Linked DNA regions of Anas platyrhynchos: region 1 is linked to region 2. Evidence: chromatin contacts called from public Hi-C data. All regions are on one chromosome and are shown on one strand. Each heading gives the region's core, a stretch centred on a gene start, on an enhancer-like site or on the middle of the called end of the contact. The rest is flanking DNA. Distances are from core to core; before and after follow the strand shown. Region 1 overlaps LOC140001624 (a long non-coding RNA gene). Region 2 has its middle 16 kb from the start of JCAD.

Region 1 (3,721 bases), core at 830-3,329, 70 kb after region 2:
TGCAAACAACTGCAAACTGCATCAAACCCATCGAGTTCCGTTGTCTCCGCTCCTGATGGAACACGTAAAAATGAAAGGCTGATGGGAGCTTCTATACACTGAAACAGCCAACTGCTGGAAAATAAAAAATAAAAAAAGGACAATATGTGCTTAAAGTGGTCAAGTAATACAATTAATCTGTCAAGTGGGCACCCTTTGAAAATAGCCAGTCCCATAGAGCTTATTTATATAAATATTTGAGTTTAGTGAAATATTTCTGTTTAATATCATAAATCAGTATTAATATCTTGGGTCAATACTCTGTTGCCTTTAGCACACAGCCAGCCAGCTGAATGTTAGTTTTACAATAGTGGACTTTCTGGGCTGGTTAAAGCGTTGATATTTTCTTCATTGCCCCTTTTCAAAAGAAAAGCAATTGGGAGAAAAGTACAAGTGAGATGTTCTTGCATTTTAAATAGCAGTTCTTGCAATTGCAAGGTAGGCATTTTGTCCAAGCTCACAATCTGATTAAGAAAGTGTATCTGAGAAGCACATCTGTACTTGACAGGAGCCATCAGATGAAATAAATGAGCTTTTTAATTGTTGGCCTTTTGAATGTTTCCTGTAAAGCTGTCCTTTTGCAGGACGCTGATATTTTCTTGGTTAAGGATCAAACACCCCCCTAATTTCATGCCCCGGGCAATAAGTCACGATGCTGCAGTCCTAATTTACTGGAATGAGATTTACTTACAGGTGTCGACCACGGAGTTTAAACTTGTATTCTTCTGCACAGTCCCAGTAAAGAATGAAGCTGGAGATTTCATGAGATGATTATGCCATTGAATCCCTTAGAAAAGTTGGGAAATTGTGACTTCATGTTTTCATTCAAACTTGCATGAAAAAGTGTTCACTCTGCCTCCCCCTGGGAGCTAAACGAAAGCTGTTTACCATCAACTCTATTTTTAAAGGAAAAAATGTTTGAAACAAAGAAAAAGGGAAATCCTGATATCAATAGCAAAGCCCCAAACCACAATGCTACCTCCCACCCATGCTGAAAATATGTTTGCAATATGGCTTGCAGAGCTGCTCAGCAGGGAGAGGGTGAAGGGAACTTAAGTTAGAACTGACTGACACATGGCTGAGATTAGAAATAAAAATGAAGTTTCCCAGCCAGGAGAAACCACAATAACATACAGATTATAAAACGAAGGAGGAACTTTCCACCGCGAGCAGCAGCAATCTCAGCCTTCCTTCCAGAGCTGGACTGGCAGAGAAAATAATCAGAACTATTCCAAAAGCTGTTCCTAACCTGTAAGGAAAACAGGCAGAGTACCCTTGTGCCTTTTTCCTTACACACTGCGGATAACTCTCCATACTGACTTTCAAGCTGCTGTGGCCTATCTCCAAAACTAATACCAGCTCATTTCCACAGCTTTCTGCTCTAGGTAGCCCAAGGGCAGAGAGCTGGAGGGATAAAAAGAAAACGGGGGCAAGCAGTTTCAATAGTGTTTATATTATGTCAGCAGATGAATGCATTTTAAGAATTTTCTTTGTATTTTTTTTCTGTACAATGCAAATACCGTGCTTCTGTGCTTACCTGTAAACTGGAGGGGTGCTGCTGTCCCACAGGAGACATTCTCCAAATAAAGATTTTGCATGGATACGCTCCTCTGTGATGTTGATGTTGTTACAGAGCAAAACCAAGCGTGTGCTCTGATGTCTGCATCGCCTTGAGAGGGATAAATGTATTGGTGAAGTGATAAAAGGCTGCAGGTATTCTCCAGGGGGCTGCTGCTTCCCTACATTAAAACCTGACATTGTGGCTGGCTTGTTACAGCAGCAGGTACAGAAATTGTCATTAACTTTCACACATTTACTTGTAAAAAAAAATTGCTTTCCCCATCCACACTTGCTCAGATCTTCATAAACCCTAGGTCACACGTTTCCAGGTTGTGCTCTGTGTTTGCTACCTTTAGGGTACGTTCTGCCTCTGTGTGATTGTCGGTTCCTCCTTTACTGGCAAGCAGCCCATTTGCACTGGGTAAACCTACCGTGTCACAGCATTTTCCACTCCACATCAGAGCATTTCCCACTCCCTTTGCACAACTTGATACGGCGCTGGGGTAGTTTACTTTGGCTGTGCTGCAGTAACGAATGGCATGCTCTGTATCTGTGCTGATAAGACTTCAAGAGAGCTAAGCTATCATTTTAATATTAAAAAACAAAACAAATGAAACCCCCACCTATCCTTTTCAGGCAAAAGTGCAGGCTGCTCATGGTTAGAACGTGCAGGTCTGTCTTTTGTCAAAGGCTCAGGAACAGGTTAGCCCTTACTGTCATACTCACACATAGGCTGTGGATGAACGCTGGATTCATCCTGGTGCTCCTCACCTGTCACAAATCGACCTGTGGAACAAGACAAGACAGCACTGGGGAGGCTGCACGTGGAAATCACTGTGGCAGTTTTACTCTCCTCTTCTTTCCATCATCCAGACACTCTGAACTCACTATACCTTCCCCCTCCCTACCTCCTTTAAGTATTAAAACTTTTAGTCTGGCAATAATCCCAGCTTCCACCCATTTTTAGCCTAGAAATCAATTTATTTATTTATTTTTCCTCTGTGGGTAGGAAAGGGCAGGCATTCAGTTCTATCCACTTGCTGTTATTTTTGCTGGTGGTGTTCCTCCCCTTCATCTTAGTGTTGGTCCTTGCATCACTGCATACATACAGTTTAAGACTTTTTTTTTTTTTTTTCTAGAAGCAGCAGAATTGTCCCATTTGCTACAGGTACAAGAGCAGAGACCTTTCTGTGCTTGCTCCCACCCACCAGCACCCGCTCCCTGCAAAGAGGAGGGCAGCAGTATCGAGGCTGATGTTGGCCCACGCTGGCAGGGAGCAGCCTGTTGCTTCCAGCCCTGGATGTCAGCCAGCCAGCAATCCTGACACGCTTCAGGCTGGCAGATGCCCTGCTGTCTGCCACCATGCAGGGACAGAGGCTGGCCAACAGAGCTCACGCTCCCTCCGAGGAAATCTGTCGGCACTCACAACAACCCTGCAAATCAGTGGATGTGAGTGGATGCTGCTCAGCCCTCACTCAGAAGCTTTTTTTGCTAAGGCAGCCAGAAACCTGCTGAAGGGCTCTGCGCCTCCTCTCCAGCACCAGTTTGGGAGCTGCCAGGTCATTCACCCTTGTCCACAGAGCCCTGACCCTTTGCTAATTAAATAAAACCCCTTGCTCTTATCTTACACAACACACACCTCATCTTCTTTATCTCTCTCACTGAACTCTCACAGCCCTAGAGCATGTTTGACCTTTGCAGGGTAATGGTGGTGTGCATGCCCAAATTCAGTTAAAGTTGCATGCTCTCTCCCTGTTCTGCTTTGAATCTTGTCAGGTGCAAAGAAAAACAGCCCCTGGGAATCCCCTTGCACTGCTCATGCAGGAGTGGCACACCTTGGGGAAATGATGCAGAAAGGAAAGGGGCTGATAGGAAGCCAACTCCCTTAATTTACCCCTAGAAATAAGAGCATTTCTTGCACAGATAAGCAAGATCAAGGCAAATGTTTACCAAAAAAAAATAATAAAAAAAATAAAACAAACAAACAACAACAAAATCACTTTAGAATCACTTTAGATCCCTTTGAGGAGCTACACTGCATCTGAGCTCTGCAGCACTGTAGTTAAAGAGTAAACTGTATCTTTCTTTATCATTGCTTTAACAGCCAAACTTTAGGAAGGAC
Region 2 (3,648 bases), core at 839-3,338:
TTAATTCACATTGAAGAGTTCATGTCATAGATATGCACATAGTCATACAAATTTAAAAAGAGGATTTGTGAAATGTCTCCCCCATTAAACACAATAAAATAAAATAAAAAAATTAATCAATCAAAAGGCAGAAGAAAAGAAAAAATCACAGCAAAACGCTTTGCGCACAGGGTGTTCAAATGAAGGGTTAAGGCAGAGGGATGTCCCTGCTGCCACAAACCCTTCTCTTTTTCCGCTTTTAAGCCAGAAAACCGTGACATGAAGACAGCTCATGAGGGAGCCTGCAGTTTGGCTCCTTAAACCTTGCTGGGAGGGCTTAACTAACGCGATGTGGCAGCGGCACGCGTGCGGTGCAGGACCCCTGCTTCTGGGCCAGCTGCCCTGTGTGGGCTTCCTCACTGCCCTGGCTAAGGCACCTTTTTCAGTTCAATCCTTTCTAAGCTATGTGCCTGTAGGGCCCGGCCTGGAAAAGATGCATGACTGACCTTCTGTGAAGCTGATCTCAGCCTCCTCCTAGCCCAGCTCGGTGCCATTCCCGCGTACGGGTGAGCAGCAGTTGCCTGCATGAGGAAAAGCAGGTGGTGGCCCGGTGCAGAAGATAGGCACTGCCCAGGATTTCCACAACATCCCAGGTTCAACTGCAGCCCCTTTTGCTCTGCGGAGCAAAACTCTGAATGACTTCAGTCACTTCCCTTGGAAAATAATTGCTTTCCTGGTGCAGCCTTGAACATCCAAGCAAAGCGAGATCTCCTGCTCGCTGCCAGCCCCGGTGAGGGAGTGGCAGGGACGGAAAGCTGAGCCGTGGTGAGCTCAGCATGACTAATGCCTATCAGATCTACTTCCCATCGCTGCGGTGCGACAAGATGCAAACCTGAAAAAAAAAAAAAAAATGCGCTAAAGCTGGTGAAACCTGTCCTCGGTTTGCCAGTTAGATTCACAGAAAGCAGGGCTGGAGGAGGCTGTTGTAAACATTTACTCTGACTTCACATGCCGCTTGGGCTGGAGTTTCCCTGAATTAGTTTGCCTTTGAACTGGAGTATTTCTGTTTAAAAATGCATTATAGGAAAATCTCTGCGTTTTGAAAACCCACCCCAGCCTATGCTAAACCGTTCTCATGTTTAGTTAACCTCAGCTCCTAAAGCATCTTCCTTTTGATCTAAAATCCCTCTCCCTCAGCATCCAGCTCCAGATTTGGCCACACTCATGCTCCAGGCTCCCCGGTCACCTCTTTATTCTGTTTATCATCGTGTGTGGTAGGAGTCGCGTTGCCCTCCTCTGGATATCCACACTGTGGATGTCTCCAGCGGAGCAGGTCACGGGCTCCACACTCGGGCAAGGAATCGGGTGTTTTGAGGGCACTTGTTCCTTCTCACTGACTTTAAAGGCAGCCTAAATATATCTCTGTTTGGTCAGATGAGACCCACCCGAGCGATCCCAGCCCTCTTCGCTCGGCTCTCACAAACTACAAAAACACACCGAGATCCTCAAAACTACTTCACCAAGTGGCGTCATATCTCCTTCCAGTTACACCCATCATCCTCCCTCGGACCTTACAGCTTCCCAAACCCTTCCCTTGTTTTTCCTGCAAGCATGTGGAAAGCCCTGACAACAATACCTTGCCCTTCCCAGCTGCAGATTAGGGCTACCTAAATGGTAAAACAATGTTCGGGACACGGTTCATTCTTCCAGGGGTTATTTTTACTGCCTTGTTTGTGTCCGTGGAGAGCTCCGGGGTCCATTTGAACTCCACGTTGGCCAAAAGCCACCACCTGGAGAAGCACGACCTGCTCCCGGGGCTCATCCCCCATCACCAGGCTGCATCGCTGCTGCTCAGCTGCCCAGGTGCCTCGTCCAACACACCGTGACGGGCCTCGGAAATGAAACCCAAAGGGAGACTGTGCTGACTCGAGACCAGAACTGGGTTTCCCCAGCTCTCAGAGAGGAAAATCTGCTGGGAGAGCCCCAGGCAGAGGCGGGCTGTTGACGGAGGGTTTCTGCAGGAAGACGCTGCCTTCCTGCCCGCGGGGCTGTGCACAGCTGGCTTCCTCCTCTCCCCGGGGCAGATGTGGGTGTCTGCAGCTGCAGGGACACCAGCGCTGCTTCCTGCCGCTGGGGACAGCTACGTGGATGGCTGGCTGAGCCCGTGCCTCCTCCCCTGCTTCCCCCAGACCCTCAGCCACTTCCCTTCTCTGTTCTATTCCAGGTTTTCCTCTCAGAGAGGCTTTTTCCTGGCCGTCCTTTGTGTATGCTCTCAGCTCAACAGAAAGCTCCTGTTCCCTCCCAGGCCTTTCTCTAGGGCACTGTGGACAAGCAGCCACCAAGCTGACCAAGACAAGAGGATCCCGTTCTGTTCCTCATCAGCTCTTGGGGCATTTTGCTGCTTCTGCAAATTCGGAGCAGTCCTTGCTTGCAGCAGGGTCATGGATGGGTCTCTGCTCTGTCCCCGGTGTGCCTGGTGTTCCTCAGAAGAGGAAGAAAAGGTTTCCTCTTCTTTCCCAAGCCAGGGTGCCTGGCTACACCTTATCCCAGCCTCTGTGCATACTGGTGGTGCAGGAATTGCCACTGCCACCGGGTGGGCAAGCAACAGGCAGAACGAGAGGAAACAAAAAAGAGATGAAAGCTCAGCAAGTGGATGGTTTGCATGTTTGGAAAGATCACACAGAAAGACTGGTGATGCCAAAGTGCTCCAGGTGGCATCAGGTGCCTCAGAGTGAGCAGCACAGATCCAAATTGGAGCCACCTGCCTTTGAGACCTAGAAAGCCAGCCCTGATCCCCCAATCCTGTCCCCACGAGCCCTGTTCTACCACATCCTGTCACCTCCAGCCCTCTCGCCTCCAGCCCTAGCGTCCAGCACTGCCATTCCCCTCAATGTTCATAAAACCTGCCTCTGAAGGCTGTTAGGTGTTCCCATGTAAATACATAAAACACGAAGTACAGCCACGGGGTTTGAGCCGAGCTTCTTGTAGCTCCCTGGGTCGGTGGTGGAACAATCCTGGGGAGAGGTGAGGATGAGCAGGTGGGGACCAAAGTCTGTTTGCAAATCTGAATTGCTTCAAAATTACAGTGGGATATATACATAAATACAACAGAAAGTCATTGCCATACAACTGCCGATTATTATCATTTTTTCTTTCTTGCCTGGTTTTGACAGACACCTGTGCTTCTGGTGAACTTTTCCCCATTAGTTTTGCCACCTTTATCATCCCGCACTGCCTCTCCCTCAGCTGATGGCAGTGAAGTGTTTCCGAACCTGCTTCACCTGCACAGAGAAGCTCCACCAGCACAACAAAGCAGTAAAACGTGGGGCTGGGGAAATGCATTCCTCTGGCTGCCTTCTCAGAGCACAGAGCTCCTGGGTTTGAACCTTTAGTCCTCCAGTCATTTCCTGGTGTGTGTAATTACAACTGTTCCTGAAATACAAGGCAAAACAAAAGAAGGATGATTTCTGCCAAGTAAATCACATTGTTATGTCAGTTACGCATGTCTGCCTCAAAGAGGGCCATTAGGGCTTGATGTGGGTTCCTATAAAGCTGTCACACCTCCCCAAATAACTGGGAAGAGAGCAGAATCCAAACCGAGAGCACCACCAGCTCGATCACACTGCTTCTATTTGTGCCCATCCCTGTGAGTCCGTCACAAAACAAGAT

What was found. Hi-C and Micro-C count contacts between places; a contact is called where the count stands out from the background.
Region 1: a Hi-C map of liver shows a contact between it and region 2, with 4 times the contacts expected there. The contact joins two enhancer-like sites. A contact is called at or near these places in 4 of 8 Hi-C or Micro-C datasets (F5 follicle, liver, skeletal muscle and 1 more).

The regions. Positions count from the first base shown.
Region 1 is chr2:143,677,587-143,681,307 of IASCAAS_PekinDuck_T2T, forward strand. LOC140001624 (a long non-coding RNA gene) reads right to left here. Exons shown (of 5, transcript XR_011807067.1): 2 at 2,326-2,385; 3 at 1,577-1,708; 4 at 731-826; 5 at 1-114. Among named protein-coding and RNA genes, the nearest start is that of JCAD, 54 kb to the left of the region's middle. Within about 2 kb of position 2,080, at least 4 of the 8 cell types and tissues checked have an H3K27ac peak or open chromatin away from gene starts, as enhancers often do.
Region 2 is chr2:143,607,538-143,611,185 of IASCAAS_PekinDuck_T2T, forward strand. No RefSeq gene overlaps it. Among named protein-coding and RNA genes, the nearest start is that of JCAD, 16 kb to the right of the region's middle. Within about 2 kb of position 2,089, at least 1 of the 8 cell types and tissues checked has an H3K27ac peak or open chromatin away from gene starts, as enhancers often do.